Regions from separate parts of the Anas platyrhynchos genome. Here region 2 is linked to region 1. Evidence: chromatin contacts called from public Hi-C data. All regions are on one chromosome and are shown on one strand. The core of a region is the stretch at or near the end of the contact, and the rest is flanking DNA. Distances in the headings are between cores, read along the strand shown.

Region 1 (7,227 bases), core at 1,031-3,530:
TCAAAACATCTCTGAGGAGATGGTGAGCTGATTTGGAAGAAGCTGATGAAATGGCAAATGACCTGGTGAATGAGAAACTTTAATGCATGGTGTTTGTCAGAAGGAAGCAGTCGGAGAGAGAGATTCAGAAAGGAGAGGCAAAGACTGGGGAGAAAACACAGAGATTTGGAGGGCAGGATCTTTTTAACACTGGAAAGGGAAATCCAAACAATCCAAACAGCATCTTTGCTGTTTTTTGGACTCGTAAAAACTTCTGAAACCTAGTTAATTAAAGGCATACTATTTAGCGCCCTACATTTGATTGATCCTTCTCTCAGGAATGTGTGAATGAGATGCCAAGGTGTAAACAAGAACCATGAGATGTACATCTGCAGTGAGCTAACATACCCATTCTATTAGCATAATTCATTTTCGTCAGGTGCTTTATGCAGCAATTTATTTAGTTTAGCAACTTTGCCCATTGCAAGAGATTCAAAGCTAAAAATCAACAGAAATTAAATGCTTGGCTTATTTTTCACCAGGAATTCTTGAAGATATAATATGTGATGGTATCTGCTTCACAGCGCCATGCAACTCAGTCACAAGCTATCACAAGTGACCTATAAACCAGATTTATTTGACACTAAATTCAAGCTGAAAACAACTTCCCCAAGTCCCTAGAAAAGGCAGTGAAACTGTGTTCTAAGGAGGCATGTACACACATTCAAATATGCATACTTTTATGCACAGATATCATCATGTATCATATTCTTGCTGACCATCTGTTTGCTCTGAGATGATTCAGTTGCTATGCCTTTAGGGAAAACACTGGGTAAGACCCGCATGCAAATGTGCAAGGACACATTTGGGGATATGCTTACTGCTGTGTACTGGGAACCGAACTGCTATACCTGACTCCATCTATCCGATCAGCCCTGCTGGCTGGACAGTCAAGATGACTGAGAGTCTCTCCAGAGATCCACTACCTTACAGCAAGGGAGGGTATGCAATGTAGATGGTATAAATTCCGACTAAAATTTTGGTTGTCTGTGGGAGCTGGATAGGGTTCAGGAACACACAGAAGGCAAGTGGCTTTTGCTACCACTTAGATCAGACAAAAACAGTTTAAATTGCTATATCTTGTAGGACAATACAGAACCATACTAAAGCAGGACATTTTATTTTTATTTTTATTTGTATTTTTATTTTTTATTTTTATTTTTTCCTAGGTTGGAATCAACAATGGGAAAAATAAAGCACCTTTAAAAAGTGAGGGAGATGTTGAATCCAAACTGCATACTAAATATAAGAACTTTGCCTTCACATAGGTCAGTATGGTGAAATCTGGCTATCAGAAATGGAGTTTAGTCTAAGGCAGATTTACCCATACACAGGAGAAGATCTATAACAACTGTGGTGTTCCATTAACTGCTTCTCCACGTACTCTCAATGTACCACAGGACTGCATTTCAGACAGGTCTGAAAGAACCCTTCAGATGGAAGTCATGAAGATCTTTATTTATACTTCCTCAAATCCTTGTTTTAGGTAATATTTTTCGTATCTTTCCCTATGCTTAATACATATCTGTCAGCCTTATTAACTGAAAGCATATTGCTGTTCCAATTATCTACTTTGCTTTACGTGTAGGGGTTTTAACTTCTGGTCTAATTTAGGAATGTTCAGAAACTATATCTTAAGTCAGGAGCTAGATCCCTCAATTTTTCAGGGGTGTTCTGTTGGGCTTTTGTTATCAAGCATGTTATAATCAGAGTTACTTGTAAGAAACTCACTGTTTGCTACTCTGCAGAGAGCTTTACACAGGCAGTTAATTGCATGTGGTCACGTGCAGTATCAGGGCCTAGTGGTTTTGTGTGTGGATTATTTATTTATTTATTTATTTATTTTATTTTATTTTTCCTGTCAAGTCAATTCACAGTTGCAGGCAACTGAGATTTAGTATTTTGATTAGGGGTTTTCCTTATTTTTCTCCTTTTGAGTCTGTGATGAAAGAAGCTCTCAGATCCGCCCTTGTATTTTTGTCCCAATGAAGTGGAGCTTCCTATGGCATTTTCTTTGCTCCAGAGCTATTCATCACTAACACTGTGTTGATAATGTGATGACAGTTGTTGCCAAAACTTTCCTGTTCACCCTAAATCTTTTTTTTTTTATTATTATTATTATTTTCTTTTTCTTGGTATGAAAATAAAGATACAAAACTCAGCAGAGAGAGAACTCTGTGGAATGAAAGCTCAAGGTGACTGGGACAGAGCAATTATCCAAGGACAAGCCCTGGTGAGGGAGGCATTTTCCAGATTCCAGAGGGAGTGAGGGAGAAAAGAAGGGTGTGGGGCTAAAAGGGGTAGTAGGACGGGTGGGATGTGCCAGCTGGGGGCTGGGGAGGGAGGCAGTGCTCCTCTTTTAAAGGAAAATGAGCAGCCAGCATAAACTAGATTCGTCTCACCATGGGGTGAGGGTGGAGAACCCACCAACTGCTGAGACAGTCAATAGGCAGATTATTCATCACACATTGCTAGGAGATTAACTGAGCAAACGTTCTGACAAAACTGATTAAAGCCTTCATCCTGTACAGGGGAACAAAGAGAGACCAAGTTATTACACTCCAGCCAAATGCCAGATGACGACTACACACAGTGGAAACACAAGTCCGTATTTTTTTTTCCCTTCCCCAACTGAGATGACTCTCCCTTTCTTTATCACTACAGTCATCACAAATTAGGATCTGTAAATACAGCTACTCACAGAACATTTCAAAAGACAGATTGCTGTGATGTAATAGATAAGAAATGCCCCCCACTCTCCTTAGTGTGTTTCTTTTAAAAAGTTATCTCAGAGTATTATCATGTCTACAGACTTCTCTCTTCTGAAGTGCATTCCTTCCCGGTATCATCGCCACTGTTTACAATTGCAGATACTTAAAATGAACAAAATACTTGACTTCCCATTATAGTAAAGGTTGGATGTTATGCCTTCAGCCACATGTAAACTTTGAATGTGAGCACTTCCAGTATCAGTGTTTGCTCAGTTGCTAGCACTGGTAAAGGGGAAAAAGATATGATATTTTATAATATTCACTAATTACCACAGTTTCTAGCCTTAACAGCTCCTAAAACAAGAGTAGTATCAATAAAAATAAATCACTTAACTGTAAAGTTCTGAAGTCTGGGAAAATCATGAAAAACAGCCTGAGAAAGGAATCTCTTTCCAGACACCTCTGATTGTTTTCTCTTGGCAGTCAAAATTTTAATGGGTCATGGAAATGAGCAGACCAAAACTGTCAAGTGCCTACTAACTCTAACAAGTGCCTGCTAACAAGTGTTTAACCTAAGGCACTGCTGAAGCCTGTTTTTTGAGGGATACCAAGTACTGAGCTCAGCATTGGTTTAGATGTACGTATGATTTCTCTGGCACAAAAAATCAACTGCTTTTGAGAAGGAAGGCTGTTGGCTGTTATGTTGACCGGATGATGCTACTTGTGGCTCTTCCCCCTCTATACTCCTGACTCTGAAAGTCCATTACATCTAATTATGTCTTTAGACTGTGATGACATGAATAAACCATTGAACCATTGGAAGTTAACTGTCATGGTTCTTAATGTCATCAAAACCAGATTATTCTAAGGTAATAACAGAAGTCTCTGGAAATTAAGGAGAACATTGGTGTGGTTAGATATGCTCAAAGACTGTTAACTAAATTATTATGTTACCCCATGGGGATTTTTTGTTTAATGATTTGTGTTTATTAACTTGCACTTTCCTTAGCTGTGGTCATCAGTGCCATCTCTTTAATAACAGCAAGGAGGGAAGGAGATAGCAAATAAGAAAAAGATTTTCCTGTTTAACACAGTAAACCTTAGACGTTGGGTTAAGAAACAGATCGCATATATTAGAAGCAGAACTGATAGAAATATTTATAACAAAACCAGCAAAGTACTACTTGTAAGACAATAGAACAGTATATTGGCAGGAAAAATTTGTAAATATAATAGAAACTGTTATGTACATGAATGTTTCATTGATCTTGTTTATGTGTTGAGGTGGAGCAGTTAAAAATTAAGAAAACCCTTGAGAACTGCGTAATTCATAGCTGATTTTAAAATGTTCTAAACTGTTCAATAGCTTTATCTTGCAACATGTTGCATATGTCAACTTTTCATAGCTAACATAAATCTACAAAAGATAATGCTTTTTTATTATTTTTTATTATTATTTTTAAGTATAATAGCCAGGTTCTCTCAATTTCAAGACAATCCCAATTATTATACAGTCTTTGAAAAGACAAAGCAAGTGCATGCATCTGGATTGCTCTGGCAAGATATCTTTTTGAAATGAGGGAAACAGCTTCTCTTTTTTAAAAACCTTTTATACTCTTGTAAAGGCAATAATATATATATATATATATAACAGATGATACAGACTGCTCTTTACAGTCACTGTGAAGATTTATGATTTCTGAAGTTAAATATTGACTTTGGCATCATGTTGGTCAATATTTATCTCTCAGATCAATATATCTTAATATTGAATGCAACTGAAGTCACCATGCTTTCCTGTGTTAGCTCTGAATGATTGATATCAATGTGTTTTCCTCTCCCCTCAATAAATCTTTTACTTTCCTGTATTCCAGTTTGATGGAGTTGGAAGATCTTTTTGAATCAGTAAACTTTTTTTTTTTTTTTTTTTTTTTTTTTTTTTTTTTATAGAGTGTTGTTCTTCTCATCAGGTTGTTTAACTACATTCCTTACTTCTTTAGAAGTTCTACTATAACTACATAAACTGCCTTAGCATGAAAAGATTTTTCCTACTGCCTAAGTAAATACATAACTTCTGAGAGCATATTATGCTATATTACTTTCATTATGATTTTACATACCGGAAGTTCTAATCATCATAATCATCCTAATCAGTATTAGTGCTTTTTTATTACCCCTAAATTTCTATCTTAACATTTGCTTTTCTGATTCTCAGTGTTGTCCTTCAAATACTAGTTATTTCACAACATAACTGAAAATTCTAGTTTATTTAAAAATTTAAACATTTAGTCCCTTTTAGTAAGTTTATGTGTCAGATTTTTATTATCTTTATTTCCCCAGTACAACTCAGTTTATGAAGAAGTTAAAGACATGATTACAACTAGCTTTTCATATACATATATGAAATCATAACACTGAAATTATTGTGTTAGAAAGACCTTTGGGGCTAATTGAACAAACCTGCTTTACTGAGTCCAATTAAAATTGAAGTTCCCAGTGTACTCTTCTGAACATGATATGTAGACACTCGTTAAGGCAAAAATGGGTTGCTGGCTACCCTCCTTGTATTATCCTTGCCCAAACCTTTAAAAAGATCCAGTCTCTTTATATAAAATATGCATGTATGTGTTATTTCCTCAACTATAGTCTTACCAATAGAAATGTATGATTATATTTCACTGAAATATATAGTCCTTTCTACTTTCAAAGTCTAAAAGAAACCCCTTTCTCTTGTTCCCCTATGTGAAATGCTGCCTATGTCCTGACCATGTTGTGCCTGTAGCAGCCCTGGCACCCCGCTGCCCTGCAGTCCTCTTTGAGGGGCTCTGTAACAGAACCAGCCCCAGCATCATGTGCTACACTGTGAACCCAAGTGTCATTCATCTACTCAGTCTTTGTTCAGTGTTGCTATTTTCCTACTGCACAGCTCCAAGCTTAATCAAGGGATGGTAACCTAGATGGTCCATGCACCCATTTCAACTCCAAGAGTAGACATTTGATTCTAAAGGATCCTAATTTTTCCACAGTGTAATTTTTTCAAATGCCTGAGACTGTAAAATGTCTGTATGAGTAGTGCTCACTCTTGAACAAAGGGGAGTAGGAGTTTTGATAAACAAAGTTTTATTCTTGCCACTGGGAAAAGCTAAAAGAATTCCTAATATTAAATAACAAAATGAAGGATACTGCCAAATCATCAGCTAAGCCTTTTATTTGTTGCTGTTGCATTCCCATGTGAGGGCTGCACCCAACAGGATAAAATAGCTCCCTTCTACTTTTACTGACAGTGTCATGGAAAAATTGCCAAACAGAAACAAAGACCCTTCTTCCACTTCCGCCTTCGGACATAAACAGCTGTACTGCTGCATGTAATAAATTATCAGAATGGATGAAAATCTTCCTTTCCTTCACTATTTTCTTTAAAATGATTTCAGAGTGCTCAGAGGAACACAGCCTCTTTCCCTGTCTGAGAAACAGAGTGAAAATGGCTTCTGATGACCTTCTACATTATTTGGGTAGCTCAGCTAATTAGGGACACAGCAGAACTCCCTTGTGACTTGCCCTATCATGATCTTTCCCAACTAAGACAGTTCAAGCTCTGAATGCACCAGAAAAGAGCTGCTCCATGATGTTCTTTGCAGTTTAAGAGAAGTACATTTTCTTCTGTTTGGATGGAAATGCAGTGTCTGGAAGAAAAAAAAAAAGAAAAAGTAATTCACCAGTACATTTGTGAACAGGGAGTGAGACTGAGCATGTGTTTGAAGGCAAAATGCAAGCAGTTGTATGTCTTACTCCTTATCATTTATTAAGGTCCAATTACTCTCTAGTAGCTTTTTTTTTTTTTTTCTTTACTTCCTTTCAATAATTTTCTTTACTTCTTGCTTTAAACTCTGGTGTAGTATTGATGTGCACAGCTCTGAATCTGCAGAACTTCAGTCCAGGAGAGCCTGCATTTCCCTGGTGGGTGAACAGACTGTCCTTATTTACAGTGGACTGTAAAAAATTGCAGCAACTGCACCAGAAATGCTTTAAAATGTCAGTACCAAGCAGCTGATAAATGAGGGTTTATTAGCTTTACTTGGTATTATTAACATGAGTACTATTTCTATTAATGATGACATTGATGTTGACTTTTACAAGTAGGAGGGAATCAGGTTTGAAGGTCTTGTACAGTAAAAATTCTTCAGGCTGTTTAGAAGCAGCTTGTGAAGATCAGTAAAGAGTTTCTCAGCATCATGCAAAACTTCCAAGCAAGGCAATCTGGAAGCATTGCCTAAATGCTGGAATAATGATCTATCTAATGGTACAGCTTGGTATAATTAATTATTTCTCAGATCTCTAAGAAAACAGGACTGAAAATACTACTGTCCTTGCAGTTCCTTCTAAAGCAAGATGGACAAATCTTGCTCTGCCACTGAAATGATGAGGATAACAATGCTAATGGTAAGTGGGGATGCACGCCTTCATCCTCTGACACAGC
Region 2 (7,333 bases), core at 3,297-5,796, 170 kb before region 1:
GCTTTCAGTAGCTGCTGTTGTTCAGAGGCAGCGGCTCTCAGGAGTTTTACAAGCAGTTGTACACAAAATAGACTTTACCAGCATGCCTGTGAAGCTGCCTGTTCTTGGAAAAGATTATATGGAAGGATTTAATGTTGACAGACTTAAGTAGTGATGTCTCAACTGTGAAGAATCTGTTGCTTAACCAACTTTATGAAGCAAAAGCACTTTATCATTAAAATTAGAATATTCCCTTTTGTTTTAGGAGATCATGTAGGATTTAAACATCTACACAATTTGGTATGCACAGAATTTGATAGTCTGTTTTGCAAGAAGTTGATTAGAATCAGAATCACCCTCCCAAACTCTAGCAGAAGAAAGCAATGTGATGTGTGCAGATCAAACAGGCTTAAAATGGAAAAAGGATTTATATAGTGGCAAGATGGGCAATGGCTCTTAAAACTACACCTTTATTCTTCTAAACACTCTTTTATGTTATTGGTGAGTTGATAAATTAAGATTTACTCCCATTTGATGTTAAATTTACTGTCATAAAACATTAGCAATCACTGGCTGAAACCAGATGGTTGTTTTTTAAATTCTTGGGTACTGAGAGTTGTCTAAGAATGGGCTGTTACCAACTACAGAGATCATTTTATCATCAGATTTTCCCAGAAGTGTACACTTCACAATTTTTAATTTTGTTAATACTTTAGTACAAGTATTATTATTATATTATTTTTTTTTAACATAAAGTGTATTAGCTCCTTCATGTCTGTGTTAGGCGAAGAAGGCCAAGTATCACTTTTCTCACCAGCTGGGACAATTTTAGCAATAGTAATCAGTTTAATTTCGCAGCCTGATTCAAAACACTGCTATTTACACTCCCATTGTGTGGTGATATCCTCCCCTGTTTATGTGCCCAGGTTTAAAATTTAACTACATCCACCATGCTGTTTTTCTTCCTAATAAATTCAGAACACAAGACTGAAAAATTAAGCAAAAAGAAAGCCCAGTGGTATTGGTCCTATATTGAGCTGGGGAAGTGAGGCTAAATGGGATTACGTGTATTATCAGGGTCCCAATCCTGCAGTCCTCACTAAAGTAATAACTTCTGTGGGAGTTTTGCCAAGGACTGAGTGGGGCCAGAAGGCTGCAACAGTTGGCACTTAAGGAACAAGATGTCAATTGCCTTATAATAACAGGCCTTTTTTTTTTTTTTTCCCCAAATATTCAAAGTAGACATTTATAAATTTGTCTCAGTGCTGTTAGTTGGTAGCAATTTCTCAGAGAAAGGTTTTAGAGATGTCCAATGGTGGAATACTTCTAGGAAGATGTGCTAGCTACTGCCTCCTTCACCTAAGTCACTAGAAATGACACGTAGTCCTGATGCGATGCAGATCTGGATTGCACTCTTCTGTGCTAACTATCTCAGGGGAGAGAGAAAGGAGGAAGCCCACCACCCTCTTTTCCCAAGTTACAGATACTTACTATATATTAAACACTCATTTTCTTTAAATAGTTCTTCCAGGTGAGATAATAAATATACAAAAGAACAAAATCTACTATATAAATGAAAGCGGATTTATAAAATTACAAGTTTAATAGATAAATATAATAAATACTTTATGCATCATAACTCTGGACAACTACATTTAAAGCAAGTATGTTGGCAAGTCACAAAAAAGTTGCACCTCAGCAACTTTAAATTTCATAAAACCACACTGACAGGCATATTACAATGTTACGTATGAGGCTTTATGCTGTAAGTATGTTTAAATCCCGCTCACCTACCGAGTTCACCATGACATATATATGGGTGTAGTATATATATGTTGGAATGTCTTTTTGAACACCGACATGGTAGTACAGATAGATGCTCTACTTACCAGGGACAGTGGGGAGAATTTTGAAGAAAAATACTGGTAAATGACTTCTAGAAAAACTAAAGCATTTCTTAACTTTTTATTGACATTGGCAAATTAAAATAGAATAAATTAACAATATTTTCTCAAAAAAATGTTTTGTACAAAAATACTGTCAAAATTTCCTGAAAAGCTTTCAACACAGTAGTATCTTTTCATGTACTGAATAAACTATATTAGCACAGTGTCAAAATGCTGAAGACAGAAACAAAATAAACCTAACTAAAAAAAAAAAAAAAGACCTGTGAAATGTTTGCCACTAGTCAGCATTCCATCCACACCATATTATTGTCTGTACATATGGGGGAGGGGGAATGGGTAGCAGACTTTTAAGTAACAGTATTACTTTTCCTGATCTGGAAAGGTTTGGCCCACATCTGTTAAGCTTCCAGTTGAGCATATTTGGAAAAAAAAGAAAATTATTAGTCTGCACTGCAATGCATAGTTAAAAATTAAGCAAGATGGCAGCATTTGTGCAGTAGAATCTGCCCTTCAAAGTTCATGCAACCAACTAATGTGATTTTTTTCCCTGTTCACTCAGAATTTGAATGCAGTTCAAGTCATTGGAAATCATCGTTTGCAAAATCCACAAGATTAAGCAATTTGCCAAGATTAATATCTAACAGTTCAGCACTGTGGGAATTATGGGCATGTTACTGCGAGGAAATAAAGAGAGAGGAGGGGAGGGGGCGAACAACGTAAAAAGGCAGAGTTCGCTAGAAATTATTACTATGGGAGGGGACGTGAATGTCAAAGCTACAAAAAAAAAAAAAAGTGGCAGCAATTAAAAGAAAAACAAAACAAAAAAAAAAGAATTTATACAAGCGCATAGTTTACTCTTGCTTTCCAGATTCTCACCTTTTCAAGCACTGAAAAGTGAGACACCGCGTCTAGGGGAATGTTTTCATTCACACCGATAGAAAGTCCTTTGTTTGTTTTAAATGAATCAGCAGCTCACCCTGCTGGGCTGCTGTTTGCAAACGAAGTCTGTCATGAAGTCAAACTCGTTCTGTCCCAACCACAGCTCGGGGAGCTCCTTGATGCGATCCAGCCCCATCTCGATGACTAAGGACATGAGGACCTCCTCGTCGATGAAGTCAGTGTCTATGACATTGGGCGGCAGCATCGCCGCGGGGACGTGGGGGACGGCGGGCGGCAAGCCGCTGCCGCTGCCGCCGTGCTTGGGGTTGCAGTCCCTGAAATGCTGGCTGCTGCCATTCAGCTGGTGGCTGCCGGGGTGCAAGTCCGGCATGTAGTGGCTGTGGGGGTACGGGTGGTGGCTGAAGTACTGGTTGTTCAGCTTCTGGAGCTGCATGCTGGCGCTCAGCTGCCCTCCCGGGCTGCCCACGGGGGGGGCCAGGAATTGGGAGCCGCTGAAGCGGGCGGGGGGCGGCATGCTGCCGGCAGGGTGCCCCCCGGCCACGCCGCCCGGCCCCATGGCGTGCCGGACCCCGCCGCTCGCGTTCATATTCCCCGCTCCGTAATGTATATGGTCGCCCATCAGGGCGCTGAAGGCGTGCGGCTGCTGCTGTTGCTGCTGCTGCTGCTGGTGCTGCTGCTGCTGGTGGTGATGGGGGGTGGGAAACTGCCCCATGCCCAGCCGGTGCGCAGGGTGGTGGTGGAGCCCGCCGGAGCCGTCGGGGAATCGCCCGTGGTTCATGGCCATCATGTGCTCTGCCATCGCCCACCTGGAAAGTTAGCGAGCGAGCGGGTTAAGGAAAGCGCCCCCTCGGACATCCAGCCGCCCGCTCTCGGCCCCGCTGCGGCTCGCTTGGCCCTGGCAGAAGCGACCGCGCCGGTGCCGCCGTCCTCGCTTTGGGGAGGGGGGGCGGGAGGGAGAGAAAAAAAAAAAAAAAAAAAAAAAAAACCTCCTACCGCGACTCCGCCGTGGAGCACAAAGGGAGAAACGAAAAAGGAAGAGGAGCCCGCGGCACGAAAAGCCCGGTCCCCTCGGCTCATCCAGCCAGCAGCACGCCTTCCCACTTCAACTTGTGCATACCTATCAGCGGGAAGTGTTGCATACGGCAACAGCCGCCTCCTCCCGGCCACGTCCAAAACGCTGCCGAGCCCCCCGGATTTGTCAGCGAAGGCAGCGTTTTTAAAAGGCACTCTTGCTAACTTGCAGGCAACCAGCAAAGAATTAGGAAGTCCCACCTAGCCGCTGGCAGCAACTTTTGCAATTAAGTCCCGATTTAAAAAAAAAAAAAATAAAAATACCAGAATGCACGGATAAGGAGATTGAGCCAGGCAGCCGAGAAACACCTTTCCTCGGGTATTTAACCGGTCCCCGTTTTCCTGTTGCACACAAAAGGGACACACAGCACCAGCTACACAACCTCCGCACTCACCTCCCGGCTTCTTTCTTCTTTTGCTTCAAAGGTGGCGGTGAAATCAGTCAGTAAAAGTCACCCAGCATAGAGAGGGCTTCCCTGGCTCTCTCCTCGGCGCTTACGTGATGGTGATATTATCGCTGCCGCAGCCCCAAAGCTGTTTTTCACTCCTCGGCGAGGCTCATCGGCACTTGCCAACAATGAGCTGTGTTTCTTACCCAGCTTTGGCCACAGCTAATATAGGATTTCAGAAGGGAGGAGCAAAACCCTTACAGGCAACCAGAAGTAAAACCTGGAGCAAGCGAGGGAAAAAAAAAAAAAAAAAAGAAACAACACCCAGCACACACACACTCGCAGGGCACACACACACACACACACACACACACACACACACACACGCACACGGGGAGGCTCAGGAAGGGGCCAGGCGGGGCTGGACGGCATCCAAAGGGCCCCGCTCCTCCTCGCCTGGGCCACACGTGTGTGCCTGCGGGTCGCCCTCGCCCCTCTCGGCGCCTCCCCCCGGGAACAAAGCGGGGCTCCGCGGCCCGGAGCGCAGCCCCGGCGCAGGGCGCTGCCCGCCGGCCCCGCTCCGCTCACGGCCACCCCCGGCCGCGGACACGCGTGGGGCCGGGCGCCCCCGCGGGGCTCCCCGCGCCCGGCGCTGCCCCCGCTCCCGGCGGCATCCCGGCCTCCAGGTGCCCGGCCCCAGCGCCGTGGGACCCCACGGACCCCCGTGGGTGCTCCCCGGGGCCGGCCCCTCTCCCGGCGGCGAGATCCGAGATCCACCTTTTTCCACAGCCGCGGGCGCCGCATGCGGGAGGCGAGGGGGTGCGGGCACACGCAGCCCCTCCGGCCCTGCCTGCCTCCTCTCCCGGCTTTGGGCCGCAATTTAGCGGCCGCCCCAGGTGTGCGGGCTGTGGTCGGCTTTGTGAGGCTTCTTCTTGTGAATTGTTTCCTTGCGTTGGCAGGAAAAATGAGATAATACAGACCGTGGGGAAGGGCTTTGTAAACGTGCTCGTCCTGGCTGGGCACGGCCCTGCCACCTATGTGGTGCCCCGCAATGCTGTGGCAGGACTTGCCCTGTGCAGCCCCACCAGGGACACGCGTGTCCCAAATGCCCCCGCCATCAGCGCTCCTGCACCATGCGCCTCTCGCCCCAAGGCCACCAGCTCCTCTCAAGGGCGGCTGTGCTGAAGTATCCGAGAAGATGGGGGGAGGCCTGCTGCAGGGATGAGCTGGGTGTTGTCCTATTTTCAATAGCATCTTCATCTGGCTTTCCCCCTCTCTGCTTTCCCCCTTTTTCGTTTGTCCTCTGCCAAACGAAAAAGGACGGGGAAGCGGTAGGCAGGACACCCTCCCCGGACACGAGGCTCGTCTTTAGAGGTCAAAGCAGGCAGCATGAAGGCTGAGCTGGAGTTTCTTCCCCTCCACGTGCTGTGCAAGGACACAGCAGTGGAGGACATGCACAGAGTTTCTGGGGGGAGACATCAGTAAGGGCAAAGGGGATCCTTGGAGATGCTGGCCACACGGCAGCCCTTTTGCCCCCTTTTGGGCCCTTACCTGGCCACAGTGAATTACGGAGGTGAAACCAAAAGGAGGGGTAACTCCAGCTCATGTCCACTGTGGTGGAGGCAGAGCTGGGTTCCTGAGTGCAGAGAGGTGTGATGGAGGAGAGGAGAGGGACAATCCCCTGCATGGCTGCTACAATCCTCATGCATGCAAGATACCAGAAAAACACCCCACTGAGCTCCCAGCTGTGAGGTACGGTAAGGGTGGAATTAGAACCTTTGGAGGACAGGCAGCTTTGCAAGTATCAGAGTTACCTCAAGGAAGTGACTTCATTCTGCAGCTCTGTTTCCTGCAGGGATTACATACGATGCCCACCACGATTTCATGTTTTGGTCTTCTGATGCCTGTAAGTACACTTTTGGGAAGGCACCTACTGAACCAGGGCCTGCAGTCTGGCTAGGGGTGGTCGGAAGAGTGACACTACCTTTCTGGAGATTTTTCTTTCTCAATGTTTTGTAGGTTTTACAGGACAAAACAATGAATAATAAGAAGATCCCGTTCCATTTGGCAAGTAGTCAGCTGTGTATCATGACAAGTGGTTTGTTTAATGTCACATATCCATGGTGATATTGGTATGCCTTTTTGCTCTCCCATGCTTTGAGTTTGAGATCCTTTTTAAAGCCAGGCACACATCATATCACAGCCCTGCAAATGCCATTTCCTATTTTCAGCTTTCAGATGTTGGAAGGTGGTATCAGATGCCAAAGTGAGTTATGGAGAATTGGCAAGAGACTGCCAGAAGCAATAGTATGCATGTCACAGCCTCCATGGCACCTCACTCATATAAAACATATCTCCAGGTATTTACAGCCCGTATGCAAAGAAGCAGGCAGGATGGAGCTTTCTTCATTTGGGGGTTGCAATGTGGTCCAGATAAGGCTCAGCACAGTGGTGCAAGATGAGCCAAGTTTTTCATTGTTACAGGCTTTATGGCCATAGCAAAATGGGAACACAATCAATTGGTTACTTTCCAGGAAATGGCTGGTGACAGCCATTCAGGAAATCACTTGGTGACAGGCGGCTAAGGGAATGCAGGACAAAGCATGAGCCCATCACCACGGAGCTGGTAGCAAGCTCTGAATCTCCTCTGTTTGCCACTCCCGACCTGAGCCACAGTTATTTAAAGCAATATTGTCATCCATAGTCCACAGAGTCATCTGCACAACTGAGTTGGTTCTTCAGGCAAACAACAAGAAAGCAGGGCAGTGCGTATCAGGAAAATTCTGGAGGTGGCCAGGGGTGGGAATGAAAGCAGACAGTTCACACTGATGCTCAGTGAAGACACAGAATGCAGTTGAAAGCAAAATGCAGCTTCTATGCGCATTTAGGAAGAATCCCTGAGAACTATCAAACACAGCAATGGAAAAATGAGGAAAAGATGGATCCTCAGTTGGGTGTTAACATTTTAGATGAGAAGGTCACACAGGAATTGATGGATTCCGGATGTGGCCCAGTTCACTCCTTCCAGGCCTGCAGCGCGTGGTGGAACAGAAAGGAAAATCATAAAGGAGAATCCCAGATGGTGTT

What was found. Hi-C and Micro-C count contacts between places; a contact is called where the count stands out from the background.
Region 2: a contact with region 1 is called in a Hi-C map of small yellow follicle, with 3 times the contacts expected there. The contact joins the promoter of CITED2 here to the enhancer-like site in region 1. A contact is called at or near these places in 2 of 8 Hi-C or Micro-C datasets (F5 follicle and small yellow follicle).

What each region holds. Positions count from the first base shown.
Region 1 is chr3:59,332,629-59,339,855 of IASCAAS_PekinDuck_T2T, reverse strand. It overlaps LOC106016488 (a long non-coding RNA gene), which reads right to left. Exons shown (of 3, transcript XR_001189248.5): 3 at 4,645-6,433. Among named protein-coding and RNA genes, the nearest start is that of CITED2, 170 kb to the left of the region's middle. Within about 2 kb of position 2,280, at least 4 of the 8 cell types and tissues checked have an H3K27ac peak or open chromatin away from gene starts, as enhancers often do. A contact at or near this core is called in F5 follicle and small yellow follicle, where this site is marked.
Region 2 is chr3:59,507,874-59,515,206 of IASCAAS_PekinDuck_T2T, reverse strand. It overlaps CITED2 (Cbp/p300 interacting transactivator with Glu/Asp rich carboxy-terminal domain 2), which reads right to left and starts at 4,546. Exons shown (of 2, transcript XM_027454431.3): 1 at 4,253-4,546; 2 at 1,550-3,592. The coding sequence starts at 3,585. The coding sequence ends at 2,851.